Regions from separate parts of the Rattus norvegicus genome. Here region 2 is linked to region 1. The links are chromatin contacts, called in public HiChIP or PLAC-seq maps. All regions are on one chromosome and are shown on one strand. The core of a region is the stretch at or near the end of the contact, and the rest is flanking DNA. Distances in the headings are between cores, read along the strand shown.

The links. HiChIP or PLAC-seq counts read pairs in DNA pulled down with a chosen protein or histone mark.
Region 2: an H3K27ac HiChIP or PLAC-seq map of oligodendrocytes shows a contact between it and region 1, with 2.4 times the contacts expected there. The contact joins two enhancer-like sites. A contact is called at or near these places in 8 of 12 Hi-C or Micro-C datasets (the Rat2 cell line, Schwann cells, kidney and 3 more) and 1 of 1 datasets of contacts at active chromatin or transcription factors (oligodendrocytes).

What each region holds. Positions count from the first base shown.
Region 1 is chr8:82,231,018-82,237,772 of GRCr8, forward strand. No RefSeq gene overlaps it. Among named protein-coding and RNA genes, the nearest start is that of Nedd4, 30 kb to the right of the region's middle. Within about 2 kb of position 5,219, at least 87 of the 93 cell types and tissues checked have an H3K27ac peak or open chromatin away from gene starts, as enhancers often do.
Region 2 is chr8:82,281,369-82,288,811 of GRCr8, forward strand. Nedd4 (NEDD4 E3 ubiquitin protein ligase) reads left to right here. Exons shown (of 29, transcript NM_012986.1): 6 at 7,115-7,168. Among named protein-coding and RNA genes, the nearest start is that of Nedd4, 20 kb to the left of the region's middle. Within about 2 kb of position 2,218, at least 6 of the 93 cell types and tissues checked have an H3K27ac peak or open chromatin away from gene starts, as enhancers often do.

The DNA.
Region 1 (6,755 bases), core at 3,969-6,468:
GTTCGGTCCCCAGCTCCAAAAAAAGAAAAGAAAAAAAAAAAAACCCCAAGTGGGAGCACAAGACTTCAAGTAGCCAAGGAAACCTCAACAAAACCACGATGGAATTACATCCCAAGGTTCCGCCTACACCAAACCAGAGGATCTTCACTCTGTCAAAGCAGAGTGAAACAGCCTTGCTGGTTTGAATGAGAGTGGCCCCCGTAGGCTCCTGTATGTGAATGCTTGGTGCCCGTTGGTGGAACTGTTTGGGCAGGATTAGGAGGCGTGGCCTTGTTGGTGGAACTGTTTGGGCAGGATTAGGAGGTGTGGCCTAGTTGGTGGAACTGTTTGGGCAGGATTAGGAGGCGTGGCCTTGTTGGTGGAACTGTTTGGGCAGGATTAGGAGGCGTGGCCTTGTTGGTGGAACTGTTTGGGCAGGATTAGGAGGTGTGGCCTTGTTGGTGGAACTGTTTGGGCAGGATTAGGAGGCGTGGCCTAGTTGGTGGAACTGTTTGGGCAGGATTAGGAGGCGTGGCCTTGTTGGTGGAACTGTTTGGGCAGGATTAGGAGGCGTGGCTGTACTGGACGATGTTGGGAGAAGTTTGTCACAGCTCAGAGGGTTGAGGTTTCAAAAGGCTCTTGCCATTCACAGTGTTATCCCGTGGGTTCCCAAACCAGAGGCAAGACCACAGAGCATTGTCCATACTGCAGACATCTCTCAGAGAGCACAGTGGGAGTGGGCTACCCTCTACGCAAATCAGCTTGGCCTACTCAGCTCCACAGAGACAAAGGCCATGTTATGGTAAAACTGGTCAGGCTTCTGTTTCCTCACAGAAGCCTGAGATCATCTTTCTCCAGTTTTGAATCAGAAACTAGTTACAGACACTTGTCTACGTTTGATTTTTTTTTCTTTAAGTAAACCTAGGGGTTGGGGACACTACTCAATTGGTAGACTGCTAGATTCAGCCACTGCATTAACTGGGAAGCAGAGGCAGCAGGATCAAGGAAGGGGGCTAGAGAGATGGCTCAGTGGATAAGAGCACTGACTGTTCTTCCAGAGGTCCTGAGTCCAGTTCATGGTGGCTCACAGCCATATGGAATAGGATCCAATGCCTCTTCTGTGTCTGAATACAGTGACAGTGTACTCACATATAGAAAATAAATCTGATCCCATCTGCTGCCCTCTTCTTGTATGTCTTAAGACGGCTACAATGTACTCATGTACGTAAAGTAAATAAATAAATCTTTAAAAAAAGGAAGTTCAAGAAATAGACCCGGAGTGAAGGAACCTTACGGTATCAGTTTTTGTTAAGTTTTGCTGCCATTTCCAGGTTTGTTTCAGAATTGTGTTAGGTAAGCACAAAGCGGCATGCTGTTCTCCAGTTTGACCACTAGATGGAGATTCTGTCTTCTCACCAGCTCAACTCTTGAATAGTGTTTGTCTAGTGCAGCACTAGGGGCGCTTGTGACCAAATCAAAATGCAGACAATGCAAGAATGACCTTATCGTCTAGTAGAGATATGAATTTAAGAATCTATATTTCAAAGCAACATAGGGCTTATAATTCTCATTTTGTGGTTTAATTGGGGGGGGGGGGCTGTACTGGAACTTGCTTTGTAGACCAGGCTGCCCTCGAATTCACAGAGGTCTATCTGCCTCTGCCTCCCAGGTGTTTGGATTAAACATGTGCACCACCACCACTTAGCAATATTTCTATTTCTATTTTATTTACATAAATCTTTTTTTTCAAGTCTAGGTCTCACTATATATCTCTGGTTGTCCTGGAACTTACTATGTAGATCAGGCTGGTCTCAAACTCATAGAGATCCACCTGCCTCTGACTCCTGAGTGTAATTAAAGGTATATATCACTAGTCCTGGCTTATAGATATTTATTTCTAAGTTTAAAACATTTATGCTTTTCTTTCTATGTTGTGTAGGCAGATTTGGAACTGAACTCTTAATCCTCCTGCTTCAGCTTCCTGGATAGCTGGGAAGACAGGAGCATACCAGCACACTCAGCTTCAGTGTGTGCTATGAAGTCAAAATGTAAACAAGACATCCTCTAGAGCTAAGAGCAATTCCAGAATGTTAAGAGACTTTTGGATGGTGTCATATCTAATTTTGACTGTCAAGTAGAATCCCAGTAGGTTGAAATGAAGAGTTATTACATAAGAGGACAAAATCAGGTTTCAGGTTTATATGTGTATAATATATATGTGAAGGGGTGAGGGGTGGGGAGAGGGGATGGTATGAAGAACTCTGGGAGGGGGGAAGAAGGGTAACATTTGGGATAAAGTAATTTAATAAAAAAATGCATGTGTGTACACACACATATATCAAAAGGGAATTCTTAGAGTTTTATTAAAGTGGCTTACAGTGTTCTGAGTAGAGCAACAATGGCTGTCTCTTGACAGAAAGGCTAAGAACCTGGTTGTTCAGTCCTCAAGGCTGGGTGTCTCAGCTGCTCTTCAGTCTGTGTTGAAATCCCAAAGAAGTAGGCTTTAATACTGCTGCAGCAACACCCCAGAAGAGAGTAGATGAGCTTACCATCCAGAGTAAGGAAAGTAGGCAAAAAACAAAGCTTCCTTCCATGTCCTTTTATGTCAGCTGCCACAAGGTATGACATAGATTTGGGGTGTGTCTGCCTACCTCAAATGATCCCATCAAGAAAAATCCCTCACAGGAGTGGCCAGCTACTTGGGTTTTAGTTAATTCTCGATGTAAATTTCCACACAGCATCAGACACTCCCCACTGAGTGACTAGGATATGAATTTCCTGAGAGCAGAGAATCCTTAGCATTGTGCTTGACGCACTGGTAGCATTTTGGGGTATCCACCAGAGATGAGTATTTGACCATGGGTTTAAGCCAATAGAAAGGTTTTATTAACCTGCCCCAACTACACTGGCTGTTCAAGATTCCAGTGTAGCCTGAGCCTTTCTCAGAGTGAGCTTTCAAGCACACAAAAAAAAAAAACCCATATCTTGGTTTTGACATACTTTAGTTAACAAAAACAGTTAGCCAGAAGTGGAACTGTAGACGCTAAAATGCTAGGTTGGCACACTTAGGGCTCTGCTGGATCCGGTCTTCGTCTTCATTTCTGCAGGTGGCACTGTCTGCATGCTGGGCTTTATGGCATGAATGGCACTTCCACTATGGAGTCAGAAGTGCTAGGTGCTTAGGCCTGTTATAGTAGCTGCTCCAAGGGGAGATGCCGAGCCTGGGAGCCTGGAGGACAGAAAGCATTGGACCAGTTTACTTAGTGTGGGATGACATGTGATGACCAAGTAGGAAGGCAGTGAGGATGATGCAGAGTCATTTTAGAGGCAGCCTGGATGTTGCAATAAATATGTATAAAATGATAAAGTAAGAAGGCTGGAGAGATGGCTCAGGGGTTAAGAGCACGGACTGCTCTTCCAGAGGTCCTGAGTTCAAGTCCCAGCTACCACACGGTGGCTCACAACCATCTGTAGTAAGATCTGATGCCCTCTTCTGTTATGCCCTCTTCTGTGTATGTATGTGTGACAGTGTACTCACATACATAAAATAGGTAAATAAATCTTTTTTAAAAAAAGAAAAAATGGAAACCCAAACTTATTTTTCCTACCTTTATTCCACTACAAAAGTTACTCATGCTATTAATTTGAGTTGCTTAAAAGAAAAACCAAAAAGCAAAAGAAAGCTAGATGGTGGTGGCACATACCTTTAATCCCAGCACTCTTCAGCCTGATCTATATAGTGAGTTCCAAGACAGTTAAGGCTACGTGAAAGAGCCCGGTATTGAGAGAGAGAGAGAGAGAGAGAGAGAGAGAGAGAGAGAGAGAGAGAGAGAGAGAAAGAGAATATGAATGAGAACCAGACATGGCACCACCTGCCTGTACTCTGGATACTCAGAAGACTGAGTTTTAGGGATCACAAGTAAATGCTGGGCTAGGTTTGGCTATGTAGTGAGACCCTGTCTCAAAAGACCAAGATAATTATAGTAATTATTATAATTATAATAGCAATAATATAAATTCAATTGGTATAAGTGAAGGGATATGGATTACATAAAGTAAGGATATTCAGATACTGTTAGGAAGGTAGGTCTAAAACAACAGCCTGTACGTCTCTCTACGAGGTTGTTACTTGAGCACCTAATGTATATTGTTCCAATATAAACTGTCCAGATAGGACAGAGCTTAAAAACTGGTAACTGGGGATCTGATGTAGCTGTACAGGACCAAAATAGTCACAAGACTGTAACAGCTGAGAACTCTGCACATGAGCAGATAGACCAACAAAATGGCTGCCTCTAAAGCAATATGACGGACACAGTACCTTTGGGGCTTTGGTAGTAAGAAGTTTTGAAATATGTTTATGTGCTTTTGATTTTTGTATTTCTTGCTCATGACTTTTCCTCTAGTTTAAACATCACTGTTTTTCAACGGTTTCAACTGTTCCAGGGTTTTTATAACAGGAATGCAAAGAATTACTCTTTCCCTCTAGAACTTCATTTCAGAAGTAAAGGTCTTCAAAGTCAGATCTCCATTAAACTCTAACCAAGAAAACACTTCAAGAACCCTCAGTGAGCCAGGCAATGGTGGCACACACCTTTAATCCCAGCACTCAGGTGACAGAGGCAGCCTATGGAACCAAGTTCCAGAATAGCCAGGGATACAGAGAGAAACTCAGTCTCAAAAAAAAGAAAAAGAGGAGGAGGCGGCGGAGGAGAAGGAGGGGGAGGAGGGGGGGAAGAGGAAGAGCTTAGCTGTGAGTGCTTGCCTGGTTTGCACAAAGCCCTGGATTCAATTTCCAGCACCATATAAACCAGGCACGGTAATGTACATCTGTAACCTCAGCATTCAGGAGGTAGAGGAGATCAGGACCTCAAAGACACCCTCTGCTACCAAGTGAATTTGAGGCCAACCGGGGATCCAGTAGATTGTCTCAAAACAGCAACAATAAAAACCTGGGGGGATGGGGGGTGAAATACTGAGCAGATAATCAGATGTACAAAATGGAGTCAGCGAGAAAGCAAACTAGACGCTGAAGTTCTCTCAGAAACCGATCACAGCAAGACCGGAGAGGCTGAGAGATGATCCTGGGTGGAAGCTGGATCCGCAGTGGAGCGCGGCAGCCCCCACCACTTTCCTCTCTAGCTCAGAAAATAGCCAGACTTCTCCAGGCCCAGCTCACGCTGGTGTCTCAGGGGGATGGACCTAGCTAGGGTTTACAGATCATGTGACCTGCAAGCGGCAAGCTCCGGAGCTGAGAGGGGGATGGGGTGAGGGCAAGAATAACTCGCTGCACAAACAGGCCCAGGGCCTGCGGGTTGATAAGAAGGGGCCCCTTGTTCTGCCTCAAACTTACGAAATATCCTCAAATATCTCGACCTGAGGCATGGTATAGTATGGTTTTTAATATAAACCATACGACATGAGGTCATTGCAATTTCCTGCCACACAAAAAGGCAATAAAAGCCCTTCCTGGTTAGGGAGGCGGAGCCTAGGGAGAAGGCCAGGAGGGTGGAATTCTCCAGCTGGGTGAAAGGGAATCTTAGAGGAGAGGCAGCTCAAACATTCTTTCTGTCTGCGGACTTGGAAAAACACACCACACCGGAGGGGGGTTGCAAACAGAACAGCAGAGCAGGAGGAGGGTGGGCGAACAGAAAGGAATGTAGCTGGGGCTTGTGAGCTTCCAAGGGTCCTGAGTATCCTAGATAAGTGTTACTGCATTTGAGGCCCCAGACTGCGCCTCAACAAGCCTTGCTTTGCCAACCGTCCTCAGTAAGCCAATAAAAGCAGCCCAATTAATAGTGGAAAACAGAAAGACGAGATTTTTATTCAATGTGGTCACACTGAGACGGACAAAGAAATCTAGTGAGCCCTTCGCATTTATCTTGGGATCCTGAAATAAGGTTCAGTTTTAAGTAGGGGCCAAGCTAAGCAATCAGTCTGGGGCAGACTGTGGTGCCCCCCCCCCCCCCCCCCGCACCGGCTGTTCCCCCTCATCTCTCCCAGATCACAGTCTGACAAACTGCGAATCCCTTTCCTGATTTTTTTCCCCCTCTGGCTGGCCCTAGCTTTAGACTTTCTCTTCTCCCAGCATGAGGTTCAGGTGGTATTCTAGTTTATTGGGGCCCATTATTTCAATCGTCTGATGACCACGGGGAAGGACCAGCCATCTCTGCTTGGCTGGTTACAATAGGTTTAGTGCCTTTGGGTGGGGTTCACAACTACTGTGAAGACCTGAGGATACCAAAGGCTTGGACTTAATCTGGGAGGGCCTACACTCCTAAGCAAGAGGCACAAGGCAAGTACGGGAGGCATTCAGGGCAGGAGATAGCAATCCCAGCAGCAAATGGCGCCCACAGCAGAGAAAGTACCTTAGTGGAGGCCAGCAAGGGGCAGAGGGTAGAAGGTAAAAGGACTTCCCTCCTCAGTGTAGAACTAGGTGGTGTCCTGTACCACCTGCTGCCTGACGCCTGAACTCAACCTGAAGTATGGTGGGAAAGAATTACTGAGGAGTGTCTAAAGTAGGCTCTGAATTAACTAAATATGAATCCTGGTTGCTTTTCCAAAAGAAAGTCTAAACTAGAGGTGCCTACATTTTCTTAAAGGGGCAGGGTGAAAATTTCCACAACTTATAGGATCGGGGGCTTTCTGTTTTTCACCGACATAATAGCAGAGTTAAAATATCTTTGCACTTGAGTCATTTTAATCATAAACTTCAAACACTTTCAGGCAAGTGTGCCAGCCCTGAATTTAATTAAAAACACACAGCTGTGTCAAGG
Region 2 (7,443 bases), core at 968-3,467, 47 kb after region 1:
TCCAGCCTTCTTACCTCACCCCACCTCAGATTCCAGCCCTGCTATTCCAGCTCCCAGGAGATTCTGAGGGGCATAGTTCTCCACCAGCCCTTTCGGTTCCCTGCAGGGTGGAATTGCATTTCCAGTGTCTTGGCTGGATCATTTCTGCTTGTATTTTCCTTAAAATAGTTTTTTTGCCTCATTTTCCCGTTTGCCTGTAGGCTTAAGCATGGCCAGTGCTTTTAAAAGATATCTTCCTTTCTGCTCTTTCAGTATACTTTCCACAGCTCTGATCTTGCTCACAATCCAGCTGTCAAGCCTGTCTGCACTCCTACCTCTGATGCATGTGCTTCTGAATAAGTACTTATTTTGTTTTATTAAAACAAAATTCTGTATTAAAAAGAGGTAGGTGCTGGAAAGATGGCTCAACAGTTAGGAGCACTGGCTGCTCTTCCAGAAGTCGTGGGTTTAATGCTCAGCACCCACAAGACCGTTCTCAGCTGTTCTTTGTGTACCAAGCTGCTGGCTCCAGGGCCTTTGATACCTCACAGACATACATGCAGAGAGAATATAGCGCATAAAGTGAAAATAAGTGGTCATTTAAAACATTGTATGTGTCTGCAACTGCCTCTGGTGGCCTCTGTGAAACCCTTGGTTTTAATGTAGATAAGAGAAGGGAAGAAGTTGGCCGGCATAGACCCCCGAGTCTGCGTTCCGGTGCATCGCCAGCAAGGCCCTTCTGCTGTTCCTGCTCAGAGGAAGGTCTCCTTCAATCAGGATGTCAGAACGAGCTTTCGAAACCTGTCTGAGATTTGAGAATCTTAAATGGCTCTGAGTTGGTTAGAGTCATTCCAAGAAAAGTGAAACTCACTTGTGGTTTTGCTCTGTCAGCTTTGGGCAGTTTTCTTGCGTGGGTGTTACTTAGGAGAATTTTCAAAGACTTCTCAAATGTATCATTACTTACTGCATTTTTGCTCAGAAATAATGTACATTTTTTTCAGTGAACCAACATTTTTTTGCACATCTGCTCTTATTTTGTGTTACTTTGTTTCAGGACAGGGTTTCTTTTCTCTGTGTAGCCCTAGCTATCCTAGAACTTGCTCTGTAGACCAGTCTGTCCTTGATCTCAGAGAACTGCCGCCTCTACCTCCCAAGTGCTGGGATTAAAGGCATGCAGCATCACCACCTGCCTATTTATTTGATTTTGATTTATTTGATTTACTTATTTTTAAATTCATATTTAACTATTATACATTATATTCATTATAAATATTTATTTACTTTTGATAACATTTACTTGTTAATGAAAGTATTAATATAAAGATGCTACAGAAAGGAATGGACTAAAAACTAAAATTAATCTTTATCTCTACTTGTTTAGAGTTTCTTTCTTTTTTTTTTTTTTTTTTGGTTCTTTTTTTCGGAGCTGGGGACCGAACCCAGGGCCTTGTGCTTCCTAGGCAAGCGCTCTACCACTGAGCTAAATCCCCAACCCCTAGAGTTTATTTCTTTGTTCTTGCTTTTTAACTCTAAGAAAATGTGAGCATTGACTGTAAAAATATCCTCGATGGCTTCAGAGTATAAGACAGTCTTCTCTTTCAGTTCATTTTCCAGGCTGACCTACAGAGTGCGCTATTGCGCAGCGGGACTCCTTTGTCATCAGCCATCGTTCTCAGTCATCCCCTCCCCTGCCCTCTGGTAGTCCTGCCCTCCCGGGCTGGCTCCCTCGTCCCCCAGTTACTGCTGCATTTCCCCTTCTTATTGCTGGGATTCTGTTACCCTCTCCATTTCCTGCCCTGCTTAGGATCTCTTCCTTTGCTGTTAGGGCCCCACGTCTAGTTTTGTGACCTAAACTCTAGACAAACACACGCATACAGTATTTGTCTATCTCAGGAGCTTATTTCACTCATATTTCTAGCTGTATCCATTTTCTTTTCTTTTTTTTTTCTTCCCCCCCCCTCCCCCCCGGAGCTGGGGACCAAACCCAGGGCCTTGCGCTTGCTAGGCAGGCGCTCTACCACTGAGCTAAATCCCCAACCCCTGCATCCATTTTCTTAGTGATTGCCTCCGATTCCACCCTGTGTACGGACCACATTTTCTTCATCCATTCCTCTCCTGCTGTGACTGAGACTATTAAGTGTGGGTGTGGAGTCCCTCTGTTGTGTTAACTGGCTGGGTGCCTATTTAACCTATCTGAGTGGTCCTGGCTCCAGCTTTCCCAGCTCCTCTCTCTGGGGGTTAGGCCGAGCTTCCCCCAGGCGCTTCCCACGGAATCCAGACATTTTGCTTCTTGCCTGTTTTTCCTGGTACCTTTGTCCTTCTGGCTGCTGTACCTGGTTCTCTGCTCTCCCTTTCCTCCCCCTCTCCCCACGTTTTAGGGTCATGACCACTCTTTGCTCTCCCAGATGTGTCTACCTCAGCTATGTGTCTCCCTTTTATCTACAGTAAACTTTGCCCTCCACCATACCCAGCAGTCTACGTCCTTTCCTATCCTTTTTATTTCTTTTTTGTCATTAACCCAAGACTTACAGCTGGATCAAATGGTAGTTCTGTTTTCAATTAATTTTTTTCCTGTTTTCAGGGCTTTAAAAGTGTTTAGATTGATTTATTTTATTATATTTGTGTGAGTGCTTTGCTTGCTTGTGTGCCTCTGCACCACATTCGTGCCTAGTGTCTGTGGGGGCCAGAAGAGGGTAATGGCTTCCTAGGAACTGGAATTACAGATGGTTGTGGACCACTGATGCTGCCAACCGGATCCTCTGCACAGCAACAAGTGCTCTTGGCCACTGAGGCACTCCCCAGTCCCCGGTTCCCTCTCATGTTTGTGGCTGCACAAGTCTACATTCCCACCCACAGTGAATAATGACTCTTCCCTCGAATCCTCCCCAGCATTTGTTATCATTCATTTCCTGACATCAGTCCTGAGGCTGCAGTGGGAGAGAGTCCCTGAGCAGTTGAACTCTTTAAAGTATACATTGGCCAATGTGTTTCTTCTTTGGCAATCAGCCTACTTACTTGAATGAGTTGATTCTTTTAAAGTTTAATTTTTGTGGCTCTCTATGTGTGAGGTATTAGTGTCCATCAGATGTGTGGCTGGCAGACATTTCACTCCATCTGCAGGTTCCCATCACGCTGGCTTTTTTTTCCTGTATAGAAATTCATATAATCCCACTTGTTATCACTGTTTCTTATATTATTAGCACCAGAAAATTATTGCCTATATTTTCATTTTAAAGTATGTTCCCAGACAGTTTTACAGAACTTACATTAAGGTCTTTGGATTTTGAATTGATTTTTGTATAAGATAGGGGTAAGGATCTGGTTTCATTCTCCTACTTTGGAAGTACACCAGGATTAAAGCAGCCAGGTCTTCTCCACAGTTCTTCACAGTTGAGTCCAAAATTGGGTGACTCTTCTTTGGGTTTATTTCTTGGTCCTTCACCTCCATGCCTGCTTTGTGTTCCCAGAATGGTGTTTTGTTTTCTTACTAAGTAGCATTGTTTCTTCTGCTAAGGATGGTATATTGTTCTAGTGACCATTGATAATAGCTGTTTCAAGTCTGTTTATTTCCACTGAATTTTAGATTTTTTTTCTAGTTCTGTGAATCATTTTCATTGTAGTTTTGATAGGGATTGGATTGATTTTGAAGTTGGCTTTTGGTAATAGCCATTTCCACAATATTAAATCTAGTCTCTGGGAGAGTTTTTCTATATTCTTATATTCAGTAATGTCTTCGACCTCTTCAGTGTCTTGAACTTTTAATTAGAGGGGCTTTTACCTCATATGTATTTAAAATTTTTTGTTAGATTGATTTATTTTATCTTATGTGTATGAGTGTTTTTTGTTTATGTTGTTTTTTTTTTGCATGTATGCATGTAAAGCACATGTGTACTTGGTGTCCCTAAATATAAAAAGAAGGCAATTACTTTTCTGGAACTTATGGTGATCTACCGTGTATGAGGCTGTGAGTGCTGAGCCCTCTCTCTAGCTCCACAGGTTTCTGTTTTGTTTTAATTTTTTGCTTGGCAAGTATTACTGGTGTCTAGAAAAACTATTGGTTTTTGCATATTGATTTTGTAGATGCTGCTTTGCTGAGAGTGTTAATCAGATTTTACACCTCTTCTGGTGGGGTCTTTAGGGTCTTTTAAGTAAAGGATCAGTCATCTGCAACGTGATCGGACTTCTGTTTGGGTTCTTTTCTTTCTTCCTTTTACTGGTGAAGCTGAGACTTATAGCACTAAATTGAATAGGCATGGAAAGTGGGTGCCCTTGTCTCCCTTGAGATTTTAGAGGTTATGCTATTAAGTTTTCCCAGTTTATCATAATGTTAGCTAATGTTTGTTGTGACAGCCTTTATTATGTTAGGGTATGTTCTTCAGGGAACTTTGCCAAAGTCCTTTTTGCCTGAGTCAAATGCTTTCTACCCTCAGGTCTATTTATGTTCTGATTAAGCTCTCATTGATATGCACATGTTGAGCTAAGCTTGCTCCTTGCAATGAAACCAGCTTCGTCAGGGTACACTTTTTTGGTGAAATTTTTTTTTAAGATTTATTTATTATATATGAGTACACTGTAGCTGTCTTTATTATTTATTATATATGAGTACACTGACACTGTAGGTGTCAGACACACCGGAAGAGGGCATCAGATCTTATTACAGATGGTTGTGAGCCACCATGTGGTTGCTGGGATTTGAACTCGGGACCTCTGGAAGAGCAGTTGGTGCTCCTAACCATTGAGCCATCTCTCCAGCCCCTTTTGGTGAATTCTTAAGTTTGCTTTACAGGAATTTAGTGAGATTTGTGTGTGTGGGGGTGGGTGGGTGGGTGTCTGTGTGTGGGGTGTGTGTGTGTGTGTCTGTGTGTGTGTGTGTGTCTGTGTGTGTGTGTCTATGTGTGTCTGTGTGTATATGAGTCAGGGGAATTGGTCTATAGCCTTGTTTTTTTCTTGTTTAGATTTGGCTTTTGGTGTTGTAGCATGGGGTGGATTGCACTCCTTCCCTTTCTGCTGTAAAGAACAGATGAAGGCCCATTGATAGTCACTTTCCTCCAAGGCTTGTCCGCACTCAGCAGTAGATGTGTCTGCTGGGACCGTCTTTGTTGGGTGACCGTTTATTACAGCTTCAGTCTTGATGACTAAGCAGCTTTGTGTTACTCCTTCTTGATTTAATTTTAGTAGGTCAGATATATCTAGAAATTTATCCATTTCATATCAAATTTTTGTTGGATTATAAGTATATTTTAGATATTTCCGATTTTAAAAAAATCTTTATGTTAGCGAGTGTGTATGCATGTGTGTACACTCAAGGTACACTGTGGTTGTCAGAGGACAACTTGAGGGAGTCAGATTCTCTTCATGTTTACTCTAGAGAACAAACTCAGATCCGCAGGCCTGCATGCAACCTTTCTTCCTGCCAGCCTGTCCACCTCATCAGCCTTTTTCTGAGTCTCAAAAAAAATTATTTTTATTATATTTAATTATGGGTAGATATGTGTGGAGTTGAGTGTAGTGTTCACAGAGGCCAGAGTGTAGGATCCCCTGGAGTGGGAGTTAAAACCAGTTGTGAGCCAGCTGATGTGAGTCCTGGAAGGGCAGCAGGCGCTCTTAACCCTGAGCATCTGAGGCCCACTCTTCCTGGCAGAGCTGCCCTAGTTGTACCCCAAAGGTTCTGATTTCACCTCAAGAGCCTTTTCATTTTCTCCTGATTTCTTTAATGACACAGAGGTTAATCAAGAGCTGTCAGTCTCAGCGCATTTGTATAATTTCTCTGGGTGTTCCTTTTGTTGATTTCTAGTTTAATTTCTACCATGGTCTAATAAGATATAAGAGATTATATTGATTCTTTTGTATTTGGTAAGACTTGCTTCATGGCCTAGAATGTGGTTTATATTAGAGGTGGCTCTGTGGGCTGCTGACAAGAATGTGTATTCTATATCTTTTAAATGGAGATGGAGTGTTCTATAGCTATCAGCTAGCTCAGTTTGGTCAGCCTCGTAGTATCGCTCTTAAGCTTTCTGTGTTGACTTAGTTTGAGTGATGTATCTAGGGATGAGAGTGGGGTACTGACCAAACCAACCTCCATCACTGTGAGTCCTGTCTGATATATTATACCCTTTCATGTTTGTTCTGTGAAGTTGAGAGCCTCAATATTTGCTGTAAATATATTTATAGGTATTGCATCTTTTTGGTGGATTGTTATATGCAGTCATTTAAAAAAATGAATAAACAGAAAAAACCTACTTCTGAATAATTTTGGTGTGAAGCCTACCATGTAAGATAGCAAAACTGTGCCAGCTTTCTCTCAGTTTCAGTTCCCTGGATAGTCCATTCTTTGTTGCCTGAAGGATATGGGCCTTTTGTTTGTTTCGTTTTAGAAAAGATAATTATATTATTAGATAATTAGATTTTGTTTTTAAAAGAGGCCAGTTTGTGCCTCTTTATTGATGAGTTGAAGCCATTTACATATAAAGTTATTATATGTGTGGAAACCTGGAGTCTTATGGTTGCTTTCCTGGTTTTTATGAATAAATAGAATCACATGTTGTGGTCCTGTCTGTTTGAGTATTGATTTTCTTTTTTTTTTTTTTTTTTTTTGAAAGACAGGATAACTTAAAAAATAGATAAGATCAATTCAAATTAAAAAAAAAAGGTGGGGGGGGGACTGGAGAGATGGCTCAGCGGTTAAGAGCACTAGCTGCTCTTCCAGAGGCCCTGGGTTTAGTTCCCAGCAAACACATGGTGGCTCACAACCATCTGTAATGAGATCGGATGCCCTTTTCTGGTGTCTGAGGACAGCTACCATGGCCATGTGCCATCTCTCCCTTCCAAAATATAATTTTATGTAATATCTTCAACCTCAGGTATATTAAAAAAGCTTCCTTTATGTTTGGTATTAAGTAGATTTTAACTACTGAAATATGTCTACAAAAGAAGACATTAGCTTTGAAAAATACTACGTATTGTTGCAACAACAAAAAGTGTTTGATCGAGGGTGGCTGTGGGTGACATGTGAGTGGCCTATTCTTGGTGCAATGGAACTGCATAACTGGGTCATCAGTTGCTCATTTTGAAGATGTTTCTTGGCATCTACAGGTGGTGTTTATGTTTTTAAAGAAAGGCTGTTTCTTTTACTCAGGTCCTTCCACAACAGCACCGGATTCTTTTCGAAGTGTTTGATGAAAATCGTTTGGTAAGTTCTATTACCCTGCATGAGTGTGAAGGTTGTGCTGATGGTGAACTTCAGGAGACTGTGGGGGACGGGTCAAGATCTGTGATTGTGATCTGAGAGACTTCTGAGCTACTGGTGTGGCTGCATATTTTTCTTTCTCTTTCCTTTGATTAATCCTCCCATTTCATTCTGTTCTGAATGACCTATCCTGGGTGTGGAGATTGTAAAGTCTCTCTCAATGAAGGTCCGGGAGATAAGCCCCTCTTTCTCCCATTTTCCATGCCATGTACTCTGAA